Linked DNA regions of Mus musculus: region 1 is linked to region 2. The links are chromatin contacts, called in public promoter capture Hi-C maps. All regions are on one chromosome and are shown on one strand. The core of a region is the stretch at or near the end of the contact, and the rest is flanking DNA. Distances in the headings are between cores, read along the strand shown. Region 1 holds the start of Mmp24 (matrix metallopeptidase 24). Region 2 holds the start of Edem2 (ER degradation enhancer, mannosidase alpha-like 2).

What was found. Promoter capture Hi-C pulls out the DNA fragments that hold promoters and counts their contacts.
Region 1: a promoter capture Hi-C map of macrophages shows a contact between it and region 2, with 7 read pairs. The contact joins the promoter of Mmp24 here to the promoter of Edem2 in region 2. A contact is called at or near these places in 2 of 39 promoter capture datasets (the SN4741 cell line and macrophages), 1 of 15 datasets of contacts at CTCF or cohesin (large pre-B cells), 4 of 484 Hi-C or Micro-C datasets (the C2C12 cell line, LSK cells, bone marrow-derived macrophages and 1 more), 2 of 115 datasets of contacts at active chromatin or transcription factors (both in embryonic stem cells) and 4 of 9 other capture datasets (adipose tissue, liver, macrophages and 1 more).

The regions. Positions count from the first base shown.
Region 1 is chr2:155,772,525-155,777,339 of GRCm38.p6, reverse strand. Mmp24 (matrix metallopeptidase 24) reads right to left here and starts at 1,998. Exons shown (of 9, transcript NM_010808.4): 1 at 1,703-1,998. The coding sequence starts at 1,867.
Region 2 is chr2:155,726,243-155,731,088 of GRCm38.p6, reverse strand. Edem2 (ER degradation enhancer, mannosidase alpha-like 2) reads left to right here and starts at 1,614. Exons shown (of 11, transcript NM_145537.2): 1 at 1,614-1,858; 2 at 2,088-2,198; 3 at 4,415-4,454. The coding sequence starts at 1,752.

The sequences.
Region 1 (4,815 bases), core at 749-3,248, 46 kb before region 2:
AGAACTCCACACCTGGAGACAGAGGTCAGGTGACTGTTCCGGGAGGTGGCCCTTCATGATGGGAAAGCTTAGGCTGGGAATGGAGAAGGGTGGGAGAGGTGGGATAATGGAAGCCTGTAAGGTTGGTATGGACAAGTGCTGTGTAAACATAACCTTCCCTTCAAATCCTGACACATCTAAGCAAACTGTATTCTCCTAATGTGCAAAATACCACAGACATAAAAAGGTCTCCAAATTGAGCTCATTCAGCTCCATCTTCAGAGATGGTGAGAGATCAAAGTCACAAAGCCGCCAGGGGTAAGATCAGGTGAGAGCCCACACATACTAAACCCCAGGGCAGACCCTTCTGCTTCACCCTGCACACACTCAGGAAGTCTGGAAGAATCCTGCTTTTGCTACGGTGAAAAGCCATGAACCACGTCACTTTGATAGAGCTAAAAGCACAAACTAGAGAAAGTTTTCATTGAAAGTCAGCTAATGATTATAAACCCTGAAGAGGCAGACTATTAGCTCGGCAAAGGATTCTTTCACACATCCTAAATTTTCTTTAAACATGTCATCTTTGGAGAGGCTGAGGAAATCGGGAGCTTCCCTTCTAGAAAAACACACATTTTTCACATATAAACACAAATTAGCAGAAAATTTCAGAGAATTTATGATCCCTTGAGTCCCTTGCCCAGTTAAAAACTGCTGTTCTGGCAGATTCTTCTAAACAGCCTGTCTACTTAACAAACACACTTCTCTCGGGATAATTCAGGCAATCACCAATTTCCTCCAGCAACGTTAACACTGGTTCAACATTATTTTTTTTTTTTTTTTTTAGAATTGCAGGCTTCTAGGCTGGGAGACAGCAACAAAATTAGTACAACTGTCCCGGACCTTATACGACATAATGTCCTGGCTTAAACATGAAACAGACTAGAGTCAAACCACTAGCTCTGTGACCTTGAGCGAATTGCTTAAGCTCTCAGGGTCTCTATCCTCATCTGTAAAATGGGGACAGGTGCTACAACAAGCTCACAGGATACATGCTGGGGTTAAATAAGCTAATTCCTATCAAACATAGCGCCAAGTCTGGCCCATAGTGCACGGTTGTTATTATGCATGTATCCATGCAGGCATTATGCATGCATCCATCCAATCCCCTCTTGGAGCTCCTACTTGCACATGCCAGTGATGAGCAGCTCACCGCCTCCTGGGCTGGCTGAGCACCTCCAATTGTTAAAAACTTCCTGCCTTGGGCCGAAATGTGCCTTCTTGTAATCCCCCACCCCCCACGGTCCGTTGGCCTCAGCTCTGCCCGGTGGGGCCACGCTGATCTCGCCTATCCCGACGGCCCTTCAGCTACCAAGACCGCGATCCGGTCCTTCCTCGCCCTCTTCCCTCCCCCTTCTCCAGCTCCAACATCCTCGGCTTCTCCTCCAGCCCACAACACACTGGCTGCGCTTACTATTTACTCCGAGGCGTACGGTTTCCCTCACACACAGCCTTGCAGGCCACACGCCCCACCGTCACCGCGGCCACCTCGACCCTCCGCTCCGCCCCCGCCCGCTGCCTCTGTCCGCGGTGCTGAACGGAGCCCGGCCCGCGGGCCCCGCCCGGCCCTCGCGCTGACCCGGCGCCAGGCACCCCGAACCAGGCCCGGTCGGTGCCGCCCCCTGCCCAGCCCCGGCCCCGGCCTCGACCCCGCGCGCCTGCCCACCTGCCCAGCGAAGGGCGCGTCCGCCCCGGCCGGCTTCCCGGCCCCCGCCGCCGCCGCGAGGCAGCAGAGCGCGGGCAGCAGCGGCAGCAGCCGCCCCGGGGCCCGCCAGCCGCTCCAGCGCGAGGCCTGGCCCGGCGCAGCGCGGCCGCCCCGGCTCCTCGGCATCCCGGCGGCGGGGGCCCGGCCGCCCGGCTGCGATGGCGGCGGCGGCGGCGGCGGCTCCGGCCGGGTCCTCCCGCTGCAGCCGCTGCGGAGCCGCCGAGTCACGGCGCCGCGGACGCGCGCCTGGCCCGCCTGCCGCCGCCGCCTCGGCCGCCGCGCGCCCCCGCCTCCGCGCGCCCCGCCCCGGCGAGGGGCGGCCGGGGGCGCGGGGGCAGCGCCCGAACGGGACCTGCGGGAGGCGGCAGCGGCGGGGCTGCGGGAGGCGCTCGCTCCAGGCCCCGGGTGCAAAGAGGGCAACCCTGAGGGAGGGTGAAGAGGCCAGATAAATAATTCTGGCCCTAGGGCGGCTGGCCGGGCCCCGGGTCTGTAACCCCAGGCTAGCCCTGGGGGAGAAGGGCTGAGGCTTAACACTGGAGAAAAGGGGTCTGGGGAGACCGCCGGGTTTGGAAGAAAACGAGCTCAAAAATGCTTGACATCGGAGAAAGGGTTTCGGGGGCTTAAGAGGGGTGGTGCTGAGAACCAAGAAGAGCAAACCTGGGCAGTGCTTCACTGGGGTCGGGAGACCCCTCTGGGAAGTTCGCTCCTTTACCCCTCAGAGGGAGAGGGATCACCCACCCCCTGAATGTCCCACATTTGTGGAACACCTTCTATGGAACACCAGCAGTGCCCTGGGCTTCTGGGGCTACTAAAGTGAAAAGGGAGGCTCCTGGGCCAAGGTGTAGAAGGTTACACCTAGTGAGAAACCGTAAGCACTGAGACAAACAGGATACCAAGTATCAGAAAGGATTCCAGGGGTCCCGGCTTAGGGAGGCCGGAGGTAGGTATGTAGGAGACAGTGGGGCTCTACCAATGCTCTGGAGGAAAGGCTGGAATTAAACAAGGGGGAGGGTCGGGGCAGTGTGTGTGTGTGTGTGTGGTGTCTGTGGGTCCCTATGGGGTGACTACAGAGATCTACAGAGATAATGTGTACGTTGTGGTTGTTTGGTAGTTTGGAGGTGTGGAACAGGGACATACACAGACCTGTGTGCAAGCACTGGCTCATCTCCGTTTTATAAAATGTTGCCCTCACTACTCCTGTGTACCGTCGTGCCTCAGAATTTAATAAGTGTTCCGTGTTAGTCCTCTCCCAAGGCAGAGCATGATGAGAGCCTCCATAAAAGGACACACAGATCCCAACACCAGCTACTAGTTATTGAATGCCTACTACATCCCAGGCATCGGGCTAAGCCCGTCACTGAATTATTCCTCCCGAAGTCCTGTGAGAAGCTCCGTGAAAACAGGTTGTTATCGTAAACCACTTTAGGATAAAGAGGAGGCTCTGGATAAGTTTGCCAAACATACATGATTCATAAGGGTGCAGCTGGAGTGCTCTGGCCTCAAAGCACATCTTGTCTGCTAGGATGGTAAAGGATGAGGTGACAAAGGACATGAAAGGAGGTGATGGGCAGTGCAGAAGGTGGACTATGGCATTTTCACAGATCTGGAGTCCTCCTGGCGAGGACTAGCCTGGGGGAGGTGGCAAGGAGCTAGGAGTTAGACCTCTGGAAACTGGGAGCTACTGCACGGTCTTAGAGATGGGTGGGCACAGGGATGAGTAGAGAAGAAAAGATAAAGTGTGGCAGGCGCCCAAAGAGCAGAGTAGGAAAAGAGCAAAGGGCCAAGGGCCCCATCTGGACACAGCCAAAGGAAGAGCCTAGCGAAGCAGACAAAAGACTGAATGAAGCAGGGCTGGTTGGGCTGGAGGGATGGCTCTGTGGATAAAGAGTTTTCCATACAAGCTTGAGTCCTGAGTTCAGATCCATCCTAAAAGTCAGTGGTGTGTCTGTGATCTGAGCACTGGTGGTGTGGGGAGACAGAGAAAGATCCCAGGGTCCCATAGGTCACTCAGTCTAGCTAAAATGGTGAGCGCTACAAGGGACCCTGTCTCAAAAGAGTATATGAATAAAATGGAGACTGGGGGTGACAGGTTGATGTTGTCCTCTGACAGCCAAGGTACCCACATGAGCAAGTGCAGCTTCCCCCCCAACCCCCACATACACACTACACACTGGCAGATAGCACTGACCAATTTTCAATCTGGGGAGGAGATGGAGATAAAACAAGTTTATGTAAGTTATGGCCAAGATGAAACCAGAGCATTGCAGAAACGCTGAAGAAAGATAATGAATTGTCTGTTTGGGGAAGGTTGTGTGTGTGTGTGTGGGGGGGGGGGTTGCATTCCGAGAGACAAGGAATGGAGCCGACTGAGCCTTCTCCTGTGTTTAAGACCAAACATCCAGGAACTGCTACCGATGATCCAGAACTAAGTGTTCTCCCATGATGGAGGGGTGGAGGGTGGAGGTGGCAGTGGGAAAATGACAAGAAGAGACAATAAGAGTAAATGGACTCAGACTGGAGCAGTGGCCCAGCGGCCAAATGGTACCTGTGCTCTTGTGCTGTTCCTACAGGGGACCCATGTTTTGTTTCCAGCATTTATAATGGGTGGCTCACAATTACCTATAATCTCAGCTCCAACGGATCCAATTCCTCTGCCTTCTGTGGGTTCCTGCACTCTTGTACACATACACACAGGGAGAGACAATTGATTTAAAATAGTGTAAGTCTTAAATTAGGAAAAAAAAAAGAGCAACTCAATACATGTCATGAATTCCTAAGATGGTCTTATGAACAAGAAGGAAGACAGCCAGACATGGTGGCGCACTCCTTTAATTCCAACACTTGGGAGGCAAAGGCAGGCAGATTTCTGAGTTTGAGGCTAGCCTGGTCTACAGAGTGAGTTCCAGGACAGCCAGGGCTACACAGAGAAACCCTGTCTTGAAAAACCCAAACAACAACAACAGCAAACAAAACAAAACAAACAAACAAAAAAACCCAAGAAGGAAGACATCAGAGGTGGCTTAGAGAATCTCTTACGTACTCACCAGTGTGCTTGGCTTCTCAGCCTCTCACGA
Region 2 (4,846 bases), core at 365-2,864:
TTTAATTTGTTTATCAACTGATGGCACTTTGGGACACTTAATGAGGGATATTTTCAAGAATGCTGGATTGGGATTGGAGAGATGGATCAATGGTTAAGAGTACTAACTACTCTTCTAGAGCACCTGGGTTGAGTCTTAGCACCACATGGAAGCTCACAATACCTATAATTCTAGACCCAGAGGACTCTACACCCTTTTCTGGCCTCAGAGGTGACCTGGCATGCACAAAATTATGTACAAAATCCTCATGTACATAAATAAATAATATTATTGTGTGCTCCAAACTTGCTTATAACTCTTCACCTATGCTTATGTAAGCAGCCCTAATTAAACCTAATCTACCCCAATCACAACCACAAAAAATGACAGTAGGAGGGGTTTGGGAGGAAAAAGGAGGAGAGAAGAATGGTGAAGGTAATGGGGGAGGGGCGGTGACCAGAACATATTCATACATATATGAAATTGTCAAAGAACAAGAATTAACAAACAAACAAACAAACAAACAAACAACTGGGCCAAAGAAGGCAGAGTCTGCCTGCACTTTGCTCAATAAATGGAGCAGCCATTTCCCTCTGAATTTTTCAGCAAAGAAGAGTTGGGCAATGCTAGAATTAAAGAAAAGTTCAAATTAAAAGGATCTCAAATATCAGTTTAGACAAACCCTTTCATAAATGTGGGTGCTGTGCCTGGAGGATGAGAGGGACTCCTTTAAGGTTATATAGGTTATGTGTGAATGGTAGAGTCGTAATGAACCCCAATCGAACTTCAAATCTAGGGTTGTCTACAGCTCATTCCACTGACCAAAGAGAAGGGGGTTGCTGTAGATAGCGCACTAACAGAGTCTAGGACCTAGCAAGAGAGTGGGGAAACTGGCCCAGATGTTCTTTTTATTTTGTTTTATTTTGTTTTTTCGAGACAGGGTTTCTCTGTGTAGTCCTGGCTGTCCTGGAACTGACTTTGTAGACCAGGCTGACCTCGAACTCAGAAATGTGCCTGCCTCTGCCTCCCAAGTGCTGGGATTAAAGGCGTGCACCACCACCGCCCGGCCGGCCCAGATGTTCTTAAAGGAAGAATGCTGGGTCTTCATTCTCACCAGGGATGGCAGCCACTGAGATGGTCCAGGTAAAGTCCTGGGTTGATTTAGAGACTGAAGGGACCGTGATTTCATGGCACCCTAAAGTGAAAGACCGTCATAAATGTATGAATTCCTAGAACAAAAGGGATTTCTGGAAACCTTAAGGCTTTGGGAAAATAATTCTAGAGTTTACTTACACAATGGTTTGTCAAACCCTGTGTCTATTATAGTCAAAGCCGAACATTTTTCATCCATATTTACATAGGCATCTGCTCAAATCTTGAGTACCTGCTAGCCCCTCCTTTAAAAGGTATTTGGAAAAAAAACAAAAATTAACTAGATGGCGCCTGTAAAGTGCTCCTAACACTTTAATTCACCGAAGGTGCTCAACAAACAGAAACTGGGATTGTGAAAACATTATTAACAGCAGCCACAGCAACCACTGTCTTTAAGACACGTTGAACTCCTCTCTGTAGACCAGAAATCCCGAGATGCTCTTTTGCCAGGGCTCCACCGCCCATTGCATCCTGGGCTTTGTAGTCAGGAAGTGAGAGGCTTCTTGCCCAACGCGCAGGCGTCGTGGTGCGTATCCCCGGAAGAACCAGCCGCGGCTCGGAGGATGAGCTGGTGGCGGTGGCTGCAGCTGCTGCGGCGGCACTGACAGGACACGAGCTCTATGCCTTTCCGGCTACTCATCCCGCTCGGCCTCGTGTGCGTGCTGCTACCCCTGCACCATGGTGCGCCAGGCCCCGACGGCACCGCGCCCGACCCCGCCCACTACAGGTGAAGGGGGCCAGGCTCCCGCTCTCTACGGCTGGGGAGTGGCAAGCGCCCACCGGGTCCCTTCCCTTCCCTCCACCCCAGGACCCCCACCCTGACGTGCTCTGGTCCCGCTGCTGGGCCCTCGGCAGAAATCATTTTGTGGTTCCCATTCTCCGTCCTGTGTCTGGTCCTTTCTCCCGCCTGGTTTTGTGTTCTGGCCCCCTACCTTATTTCTCATCCCTCGAACCAGGGAGCGAGTCAAGGCCATGTTCTACCACGCCTACGACAGTTACCTGGAAAATGCCTTTCCCTACGATGAGCTGAGACCTCTCACCTGTGATGGGCACGACACCTGGGGCAGGTAGAGCCAGCTTGAGGGCCAAGGGGGTTGGCCGGGATCATAGGAGGGCTGGTGGCTTCATGGTCTCACTGATTGTGGAAAGTTTCCGACCTGGGCTGATTCAACCCCGTCCCCTCAGTCCAAACCAGCGCTGTCAGAACTACACAGCTTTTCACAGTACAAAAAAGTCTTGGCTTAACTTGGCAGGCTAGCCCTCTGGACTCACCTCAGCCGAACAGGCAACCACGTATGAGGACTTGGGGACATTTCTGGAGTCACAAAATATTTTGAAAAAACTCCCGGGAGTCAGGAAACTCAACTCCTTCATTTTATAGGTGGGCGCACAGGCCCAGGAGGAACGTTATTCTCCCCACAGTTAAGACCCTTTGTAGTTGGTGTACTCTTTATGACTGAAAAATATTTCCCGTCTAGCTTCATACCAACTCCTCTCACCGCCATACATACAAGTCACCTGATTCATTTTCGTTTAGTAATTCTGTGTTACCATATCATCTTTTCATTTTCACTGGAATAAAGAACCCAGTCGAGCAAAGAATCATTGCATTAGCCAAAACTGACACTAGGGCTGTAATCCTGAGTTGGTTTTTGTTTTGTTTTGTTTTGCTTCGTTTTTATAGAATGATTTATTGATTTAGTGCGCACTGGCTGTTTGCCTGTATCTATAACCATGTGAGGGTGTCAGGTTCCCTGGAACTTGAACTACAGACAGTGTGAGGTGCCCTGTGGGTATGAGATGATCAACCAGTGCTCTCAACCACTGAGCCATCTCTCCAGTTGCTGAGGTCTTTTATTTCTTGCTTGCTTGCTTGTTTGAGATAGGTCTCACATAGCTCAGGCTGGCCTCAGACTTACCACATCGCCAACAATGACCATGAACTTGGGGTGCTCCTGCCTCTCCTTCCCAGGTGCTGGATTGCAGGTGCTCCCTCTCACCCCTGCCTCATTATCCTCGTACTACAAATATTTATACGTGATAGCATGCTCTCTGATGCCAGGGGCTAGGCAAGTAAGCTAGGAACGTGTGCCAATTTTTATTTCTTAGTTGGAACAGAAAGCAAGTGCAAACACATGGCTCACTGAGCAGGATAGAGTCATGCTTGCTGAGTATCTCATTCCTTAGGTCTACAACCTGTGTATGTCCTGTAGATCATTGTAGAATGTTCTCAGTTTATACAATTACACAGGTGTGCATATACGTGTTATGTGTTTATTGAGACAGGATCTTGCTATATGGCCCAGACTAGTTTTAAACTCTCAGGCCTTCTGAATCCCTATCATCCCCCCACCCCCCGTGCTGGGACTGCAGGCATATCTCACACCTGGCTACTGTGTATCTTTGTAAAAAAAAAATCACCTTATTAAAGGTATAATTGCCATGTAATAAAGTACCCCCTTTAAAATGTATAGTAATCACCATCACAACTAGCAGATAGAAGAATACTTCTTTAACCTAAAAAAAAGTGCGCCTTATGTATTATCCCTCTGTGGTTACTGGCCCTAACAGCAGCACATTTGCTTTCTGTCAGTATGGCTTTTTAAATTTTATTAGTAGTATATGTGTTTGCTTTGCATGAATTTAGGCACACCATATGTGTGCAGGAGCCTGTGGGGGCTCCTGGCTAGAGTCCCTGGAACTGAAGTTGCTAGCAGCTGTGAACCCCCACATTGCTGCTGGGAACTAAACTCAGGTCCTCTCCAAGAGCAGTAAGGGCTCTCAAGCCCTGAGCTGTCTGTCCAGCCCCCTCCCAGCACTGTGAAATGCAGATGAAAACATGCTGTGTGGCTTACTTCATACACCGTGTTTTCCACTGAACAGCATGATCATCTTGTTAGTACACAGAACTCCCGATAACCTTAATAATGTCATACATTTGTACTTGTTTGTATCCGTTTGTCTGTCACTCTTCAACTTGTGAGCAACTGGTAGTTTCTAGTCTTTTGATGTCATACGTAACACATTCCCCAACTCTTACCACGCCGTAATTCCGTGCTGCCTCTCTATAGTAGGGAAGAATGCCAGGAGACATAGGTGACCTGTTAATTACAGTACTGCTGCACCAGGCAGTCAAGGGACTCGGAGTTTCCCTCTGATTCCTCTGTTATAACTGTAAGTGGGATGGATAGGGACATGGCTATGCCTCGCTTAGATCTGGGCAGTTGTGAATCTGGTGTTTGATGTTCTTATGAAGCAGCGGGACTTTTTTGTCTTTTCACAGTTTTTCTCTGACGCTAATTGATGCCCTGGACACCTTGCTGGTAAGTATCCCATCTGTTTGTTTCCCACTCTGTCATTGCCCAACCGACATCCTTCCTCTTTTAATAGCTTGTCTGTGGGTGCAAAGTAAATTCCTCCCCTAGGCCTTTCATCTCATGATTCTGAGCCACCAGACTCTGGTTACCCAACTGCATAGGAGGGAATGCCAAGTTCCAAGAGAAACCAACTCGCACAGGTTCATTTGTTCGTTGAGCAAATATTTGCAGGGGGCCTGTGGTAGACATGCATAGCTCAGTGAGAGACAGAGGGACATTGACACCGTCCTTTTCAAAAGCTTATTATATTCTAGTTAGCCACGTGCAGTGACAAAAAGAGAATAACAAAGCCAACCACTCTGTCACATACATGGCTTGTACGAAGTCCTTTACAGGTT